Linked DNA regions of Mus musculus: regions 2 and 3 are each linked to region 1. A link is a contact called in public HiChIP or PLAC-seq and Micro-C data. All regions are on one chromosome and are shown on one strand. The core of a region is the stretch at or near the end of the contact, and the rest is flanking DNA. Distances in the headings are between cores, read along the strand shown.

The links. A called contact is a pair of places that touch in the nucleus more often than the background predicts. HiChIP or PLAC-seq counts read pairs in DNA pulled down with a chosen protein or histone mark.
Region 2: a Micro-C map of the G1E-ER4 cell line shows a contact between it and region 1. The contact joins the enhancer-like site here to the promoter of Stard3nl in region 1. A contact is called at or near these places in 1 of 484 Hi-C or Micro-C datasets (the G1E-ER4 cell line) and 1 of 115 datasets of contacts at active chromatin or transcription factors (epiblast stem cells).
Region 3: a FOXA1 HiChIP or PLAC-seq map of pancreatic cancer cells shows a contact between it and region 1. The contact joins the enhancer-like site here to the promoter of Stard3nl in region 1. A contact is called at or near these places in 2 of 39 promoter capture datasets (embryonic stem cells and neural stem cells), 3 of 115 datasets of contacts at active chromatin or transcription factors (embryonic stem cells, extraembryonic endoderm stem cells and pancreatic cancer cells) and 1 of 9 other capture datasets (embryonic stem cells).

The regions. Positions count from the first base shown.
Region 1 is chr13:19,394,509-19,397,208 of GRCm38.p6, forward strand. Stard3nl (STARD3 N-terminal like) reads right to left here and starts at 1,305. Exons shown (of 9, transcript NM_024270.3): 1 at 1,196-1,305. It overlaps Gm40827 (a long non-coding RNA gene), which reads left to right and starts at 1,339. Exons shown (of 2, transcript XR_873152.2): 1 at 1,339-2,700.
Region 2 is chr13:19,527,085-19,529,784 of GRCm38.p6, forward strand. No RefSeq gene overlaps it. Among named protein-coding and RNA genes, the nearest start is that of 9330199G10Rik, 24 kb to the left of the region's middle. Within about 2 kb of position 1,432, at least 5 of the 459 cell types and tissues checked have an H3K27ac peak or open chromatin away from gene starts, as enhancers often do. A contact at or near this core is called in the G1E-ER4 cell line, where this site is marked.
Region 3 is chr13:19,589,825-19,592,524 of GRCm38.p6, forward strand. It overlaps Epdr1 (ependymin related protein 1 (zebrafish)), which reads right to left. Exons shown (of 3, transcript NM_134065.4): 3 at 1,884-2,700. Among named protein-coding and RNA genes, the nearest start is that of Epdr1, 29 kb to the right of the region's middle. Within about 2 kb of position 1,412, at least 29 of the 459 cell types and tissues checked have an H3K27ac peak or open chromatin away from gene starts, as enhancers often do. A contact at or near this core is called in neural stem cells and pancreatic cancer cells, where this site is marked.

The sequences.
Region 1 (2,700 bases), core at 55-2,554:
CCACACCAATGTCCCTTACTGCCAGATTTTCTAGCATTCATTCCTATCTAAAATCATATTGTTATTTGCACATATATTCTATCTTCACTAAAATCAAAGGAACTCGAGGACAGAAACCTTATCTAGCGTTCAATACTCAATTTTCAACACCTAAAACAGCATGTGGCATCATATAAACTGTCTAATAATTAAATCCAAATGATAATCACTATCCTGAGAAGGTAAGTCCTTGGAGCAGTTTTAAATCCATTTCTTTAATGCTTTTGACAATGCAATCTTTAAAGGTTCATGTTTGAGACAGGAAGATCTCAAAGAAAAATGTATTCTTCCTTACAATACAAAACATTACATATGTGTGAATATTATGTAGGGGGGGCACAGTCTACACTGTCCCTTCATGGGCATGATTATCTAGCATTTTACTTATGCACAGATGCAGCCAAAAATACTGTAAACTGCTCTTTGTCATCAAATCTTGCTCTATAAGTGGATGATGGACAGAAGAAGCATAGATGGGATTTACCGTTAGGAACCTTAAACAAAAACATCAGACGGAACTTGCTATAGTAACTCGGTACCCTGGGAGGTCAGACGGCTACTGTGTTCATTCAATCAGCCTTACTAACCTTATCCAAACTAGTACTGGGTCAAGTGATGGATTCCATCTGTGAACAGAGACAAATGCCTTTACAACTGCCATACTAAGAGAACACTAAGAAAAGTTCCACAGTGTCCACCCATGTTCCAACCAAAAGAGGAAGAAAAAGAGCCCTACTGAGATTTAAAAAAAAAAAAAAAAAAAAAACTAAAGGCAGGATGAGTGGGCAATGCGGAGAGCTGAAACCATGGCTAGAACATTCATGACTCATGCTTTAATTTTCGTTTTGTTTTGTTACATCAGGGCTTTTCTTGACGAAGGCACAAGGCCAGTAACAGACAGTACCTGCCGGCCTACACCCGCATGTCACCTTGGACTTGATGCGGATGCAAGGCACGGGGCCGAGGCTGGACCACCTGCCTCCCGGTGAGTGTGGGTGTGGGCCCGGGGCCAGCTTCCCTCCCGCGCTCCGCCGCGTTCCGCGGCTGCACCCACAGGCCCCACGGCCAAGGCCAGGTCTGGGGAGCCCGGCAAACCCTGGAACCTCAGGCATTTGGCTTCACGACCTGCCCAGCAGGGCGCGGAAAGACAGCCTACCTCCTCCGCGGCGCGAGCCGCCCGCCGGCCTGCAGACACGGCTCCGCGGTCCCCGCCGGCGGGGCTGGGGCGGGGCTGCAGGGCGGGACCCTGTCCGTGACGTCAACGCGCTGGTCACGCAAAGACGCTGCGGCTTGCTGGAAAAGTGAATAGTGGCAGAGGAGACGGCGGGTTGGTTTACAGAACTGTCAGTTTTCGGACGACCAGTAGATGGCTCATAAAGGAGGCAGTGGGCGGGCCTAGGACTAGCCGCGCCTCCAAAGCCTGTTAAGGTATCCAGCTTCTAACAGCAGGCTTTTAGTGGGTTTTACCTTCCTGAGAATTCTACGGAAGGCTTCTCTTAGATAGGTTTTAGGCTGCAGCCGGTGAGGGGTAACTCTGAGAGTGGATTTCAGGCCCTGGCCCCTTGGTTTCAGCTGTCCACTAAGAACTTGTCTATTCTAGGACTCGACCGTAAGTCTCAATCAGCCCAGTCTTACGTAGGAGTAATGCCTTTGTCTTACTGATAGTTAAGGCTAACTGTATTTACTTAGTTGTTATACACGACATTGGGCACTAAGTGATGTTTTAGATTTTTCCAATAGCTGGTACAGTTACGTCCTTAAATGCAAGAATACAAAGGAAGATAAAATATATTGCACTATGAGTGCTGAAGACTCTCAGCCTGTTAGAGGAAAATAATATTAAGAATAGTATTTTTAATAGATACTCTTATAAAGTAGTTTAATCGTTTTTATAATGTTTACATTACAAATGTGAATTTATATACGTGCAAAATTTTGAACAGTGCAAGTTGGGTGAGAACTGTTTTTATAAACCAATCAAAGGCTCAGTCTTTGTGTGATGGGTCCTTCCTGCATTGACATGTGAAAATATTTGTTAACACTCAAGTTCAGTTCTTCATCTAGCCTTAAATGTGCCTCATTGCTTTTTAAATGCTAAAAGTCTTCAGCGCCAATGATATAACTTGCCATCTCTATGCCCTTAAACATACAGTTTGTTTGGATTTTTTTTTTTAATTGCTAGTATGAGAAATGCTACCTTAAACATGTGTGAATGTGTTTTCCTACTTCTGTCCAAGTACTGCTTATGGTGCAGATGACAACAAAAGAACAGACTAGATCTCAGGCATACATCTTCAATCCTAGTAGTAGAGTCTTCAGATAAGGGCCCCTAGTGTTGCTACAGTGTTCATTTCCACCCATAAAGTTTAAATAATCCTATTTACTACCCTTTGGAAGAGAAATAATATGCAAGCTTTTGTTGTTGTTGTTGTTTTTTTCAAATTGATGAGCATGAGAAAAGTTAGGGTTAGGGTGTGTGTATATATACAAACTAAGTTCAGGGTTCTTGTATACAATGATTTGGGTGACAAGGTGAAGCAACTTGTGTGACTACTGTAATGCAGACGCCTTCCACTTAGTAATTAAAACACCTCACACTATCCTAATACTGTCACCGTGATTAGTTTTGCCTGCTTTCAGACTTTTGTATACATACAAAGT
Region 2 (2,700 bases), core at 182-2,681, 130 kb after region 1:
ACATTAGGTCCCCATAATGTAAAAATTAAAAGCAAAATTTTTGCATAAAATCCAAATTTTTACATGAACTTGCAAGATACTATAGAGCTGTTATTTATTATTACCAGCTACATGGTAATATTATTACTAAGAAACATGTGTGCCCTGTGTTACCTTGTACTACTAATTGATTTAAGTAGACTTATGAATATAAAATTAAACACAATACAAATGACAAAAATAGGCAAACATCCTGTGTTGGTAAGTATTGTCATGGATCAGATAGCTTAAAAAATAACCATAATGTGAAAACTTGAAAACCCCATTTATTCCTTTGTTCAATAAAGTTAGAATTTTAAAAGATAAAAATATAAAACATAGTTGGTAAGATTAGTGAACATCTATCAGAATAAAAGGCTTGTAAGTTGTAAGATTTTGCTTTAATTTTTTTTGCTTAAAATTTTAAATAAAAAGTATTCAGGCAAATTCAAATCAAAATGACCCTAAGATACCACCTTACACCAATCAGAAAGGCTATGATCAGAAATTTCAAGCAACAACACATGCTGGCAAGGATGTGGCAAAGGGGGACACCCCACCATCACTGATGCTGGCATGGATGTGGCAAAGGGGGACACCCTACCATCGGTGGCAGGATTGCAAATTTATATAACTACTCTGGAAATCAATCTTGCAGTTCCTCAGAAAATTGGAAATAGTTCTATCTGAAGACCCAGCTATACTGTTTCTGAGCATATACCAAAAAGATGGTCCACCACACCACAAAGACACGTGTTTCCTATGTTCGTAGGATCCTTATTCATAATAACCAGAAGCTGGAAACGACCCAGATGTCCCCCAGCTGAAGAACTAATCCAGAAAATGTGGAATTCTATTCAGTGATTTAAAATGAGGACACCATGAATTTTGCAGGTAAATGGATGAACCTAGAAAATATCCTGAGTGAGGTAACCCAGACTAAAAAGTACACGCATAGTATGTACTCACTGATAAGTGAATATTATCCAAAAAGTAAAGAATACTCATGATACATACACCCCACAGACCCTAAGAAGTGAAACAAAAGAAAGGTCCAAGTGAGGATGCTTAAATCCTACTTAGAAGGGGAAATAATAAATCAAGGGAGGTGTCTGGATGGGAGGGGGGCAGGAAAAGGGGCAAGATGAGTGGTGGGGGCAGGAGAGAAGGACAGAGGGCCAAGAAAATGAATGGAAATATGCAGCTGCCAGGGGTAACTTCTAGGAAGACCCAGAAAGCTGGGATATGAGAGGCTCCCAGGACTCAATGGGGATTGAAGGAGCTGAAGGGGATGGCAACTCCACAGGAAGACCAGCAGTGTCAACTAACTTGGACCCCTTAGAGCTCCAAGAGAATAAGCCACCAACCAAAGAGCTGACATGGACTGCTTTGTGTGATCTCAGTAGGAGACTTGATGCCCCAGGGTAGGGGGATGCCCTAGGAGGGGTATAGCCTCTCACAAGCAAAGGGGCATCAGGGGATAGGGCAAAGAACTCTGGGAGGCAGCATTTGGGAGTAATTAATTAGAAAAATAAAACACTAACTTTACTAACAGTAAAAGGAATCTCTGCATTATATTTTCTTTAAGGAAATTTGACAATAAGTGTATTTCATTATACACTCTTGATACATTCCAATGTTTACCATATTTTACAAATAATATCTACCAGAAGTACTCCCAATTACCCCAATAGAGAGTGAGTTCAGATGTCTCCCAATGGTTTCCAAAAACTATTTCCAATTGCATCTCCTGCTGCCTTAGGGGTTTTCTATTCCAGAATCTTAGACAGGAAGACCATGAAGCATCAGACACAGGCAGTGCAGACAGGTTTAGTCATAAGAATCCATCCTTACAGGATCACTGGGTTGTCCACATTGAACATCAACTTCCACTAACTTAGTCTCTTACTTTTTTTTTTTAACTCACTTCAGACCATGTGAAAAATCAAGTCTCAAACTGAATCTCTGCGATGGACAGATGTGTTATGACCAATGAAACCCAAGGATGAACACTAACACAGGCTTGAGTTGCCAGATAGAGGCCATGTTTTGTTCTCTGCCAGATTTTATCAGGATTGAATGCTACCACTTTGGTACAAAATAACTGCTGACACTCAAAATCTCTATATTCCCTTCTGCTTTGGTCTTGTATTTCCAGGAGTTTGGGGGGTACACTCTTGTCCAGACAATCCTGATAACAGTTGGAATGTGTTCACAGTTTCATCCTGGAGAGGCACTGTGAGAAATCAGAAGCAAAAGCCATTTGGTTACAGAGAATGTACCAGTTAGTTCTGAGTCTATTTCTCTCCTGGACACCATTACAGAGCTGTGGGGTCTATGGCACGCATCCACAGGAGGCTGAGCCATGAGCAGCACTTTCGTCTATGTAGTCCAAACCCTAAGTCCTGTAAGCCATACCCTTGTAAGGAGTGAGTGGCTTTGCTACCTCAGTCTTTCAATGGTTTAACTCTAGCCTGGAGCTTTTCCTCTTTTTAACATTAAATCCTAAAAAATATGACTGTACTGAGTATGACAGTGCTGGAGAAATAATCATCTCAAAAGATCAATTGAGCTAAGATGGAAGAAGTCAGAGAGAGAAGTTAGCATCTACAGTGATCAATAGTGGTTGGGCTGGTGTCTTAGTTAGGGATTTATTGCTGTGAAGAGATGACATGACCATAA
Region 3 (2,700 bases), core at 162-2,661, 200 kb after region 1:
GAATTTGCTGAAAGGACCCTGATATAGCTGTCTCTTGTGAGACTATGCCAGGGCCTAGCAAGCACAGAAGTGGATACTCACAGTCAGCTATTGAATGGATCACAGGGCCCCCAATGGAGGAGCCACAGAAAGTACCCAAGGAGCTAAAGCGATCTGCAACCCTATAGGTGGAACAACAATATGAACTAACCAGTACCCCCCGGAGCTCATATCTCTAGCTGCATATGTATCAGAAGATGGCCTATTCGGCCCTCAGTGGAAATAGAGGCCCGTTGGTCTTGCAAACTTTATATGCCTCAGTACAGGGGAACGCCAGGGCCAAGAAGTGTGAGTGGGTGGGTAGGAGTGTTTGGGGGACTTTTGCTATAGCATTGGAAATGTAAATGAAGCAAATACCTAATTAAAATAAAAAAAAGAAATTGTAAGTGGCAAAGCTTCTGATAAGAAAGTTGCCTTTATAAGTGATTGATCAGTGGCAGAAGGTCCATGTGGGCACCTTGATGTCCATAAAGCAGCGCAGAAAGCAGCCGATGGCTCTATGTTAGGTTGGGACCTTCTTTGACCAGCAGAACTGATCCTGATCACTCCCTGGTACATGCAAGATTCATGGCAATATAAAATCTGCAGAGCTGCCTTCAAAGAAGAAAGACATTGTTCCAGTGTCGAATAAGGAGACAGAAACTTTGGGGTTCAATGCCAAATTTCAAGAGTAGTACGATCTTTGTCCATTACAAATGACAGAATTCCACTCAACTTGTGACCCTGGGCACATCTCAAACTATATCCATATTCAAAACAGGAAATTTTCTGTCTTACTCATGGATGCAGGAAGTGAGGTTTTTTTTTCCCCATTCTAAGATGGTTTCTAGAATTCTAAGTGCACTGCCTAGTCCTTTTATTAGGTATAGTCCTGGATCTATTTTTAATATCCCTCTTCATTTTGAGGGATAACAACTAGCACATTTCTATGGCCTGCTGATTCAAGAGATCCTCCTGATACTCAGATGTAACTCAGGCATTATGTCTCAATGAGAGCAGTGAAGAGCCACCATCCTTCTGCAGAAGGCTGGTTTGTTGTGCTAAGGGGGCTGGCTCTGCTGGCTGTTAAGGTGATGGAAAAACATGGTACCCCAGGACCCTAATATCCATGATGAGTTTCTCACCAGATAAAAAACCCTCTCTGGGCTTTTTATTACATTCTGTGATGGGATTTAATTACTAGAATGAGTCAAATGAAAAAGGAAGACACACTCCTTTTCTGTGTCCATGAATAAGATACATTTTCCTTTCTGCTTTGATTGTGGATATGGCCTGGCATGTGCCCAGAGTCACAGGGCTGAGCAGAGATATGTGGTTTGGACTGGACAAAGGCCATTCTGTGGGTGGGGATATGGGAAAAAGGCAAGCACTGCCACAATCTCTTTATAGGCTGGAATTCTTGGAATGTGGCTGTGCCATTCTTCTTGGTCTTTGGCTGGCCTTCACTCTGTTTTGTGGTTTCAGGAATCAGCTTAGCTACTGTAGAGGACAGAGGCTTGATGCTAGTTTATGAATATATAGGACTATATTACGAAATTATAATTATGAATGCATTATAGATAAATGAGAACTGGATGGTTTCTAGGAAATAGACCAGAGAAAGGGTAGTAGGTGTAAATATTGCTCCCAAAACCAAGGATGTCACGAACCCAGACCTAGTGGTAGTTGAGGAGATGCATAGAAGTGGTGGCTATAAGAACTGCACTGTGATGTTACCTGGGATCCTGATTAGTGGTAAGGACTGACTCAGGAAAACAGATCAGTACTGCCTTTGAAGCTTCCTTCTGACCCAGGCAACTGAAAGCCGAACTTTATAAAAGATGAGACTTAATAGGCTCTGAAGATAACCAATTTGGTTTTGATTATGGGAAGTACTTTATTTGATTATTACAGAAGGATTTTATTTTCTTTATAATTCAGTTCCTCCATATTTCTTACAAAAACAAACACATCAAAGAATAATTCATAGGGTTCATTAAATTTGTTTAATTGTATAGATAAATTACAATATAGATGGCTATGGCATAAAGCAAGCATCATACACTTCTCTTGATAACAAAAGATGATACATGGCAAATAAAACACAGCGATAAGAAGAATCTAGAATAGTAAGTTGTATTACTATAAGTCTCCCTAGCAACCAGAAAAACCAACCCTGTTTAATAGATGAAGAAACTAAACACTGACAGAGCTGGTGAGCTCCTTTCTACAAATGTTAAGGGCACAGACTATGTGCCAGGCACTTGCTTGGTGCTGGAGATCCTAAAGTAAACAGAGCATGGTACCCGTACTCAGGGCGTTCTTACCCAGGATAGCAGAGGTCAGCTTCTAGTAATCAGGAAATCCCACACAGCATAATGAGTATTGTGAGCAAGGCATGCCAAGGTGTAAGATGCAATGAATTCAGGCGAGGGAACAGCTCACAGAGGTCACATGTGAGCTGACCTTGGAAGCATGAGCCGTAGTCATATAGACACAGTTGTGTTGAAAGAGTTTCAGGAAAGGAAAGGCAAGGGCTACTAGCCTAGTGCATTTAATACGTAAAAGATTAGAGTAGCAGAGACTTCTTGGCCTTACTTGGGGGCCTCCCAGGTCAGTGCTATTTTGGAAGCCTGGTTGCCCACTAGAAAAGACATGAAGGTTCAGCAGAGCGGTCAGTAC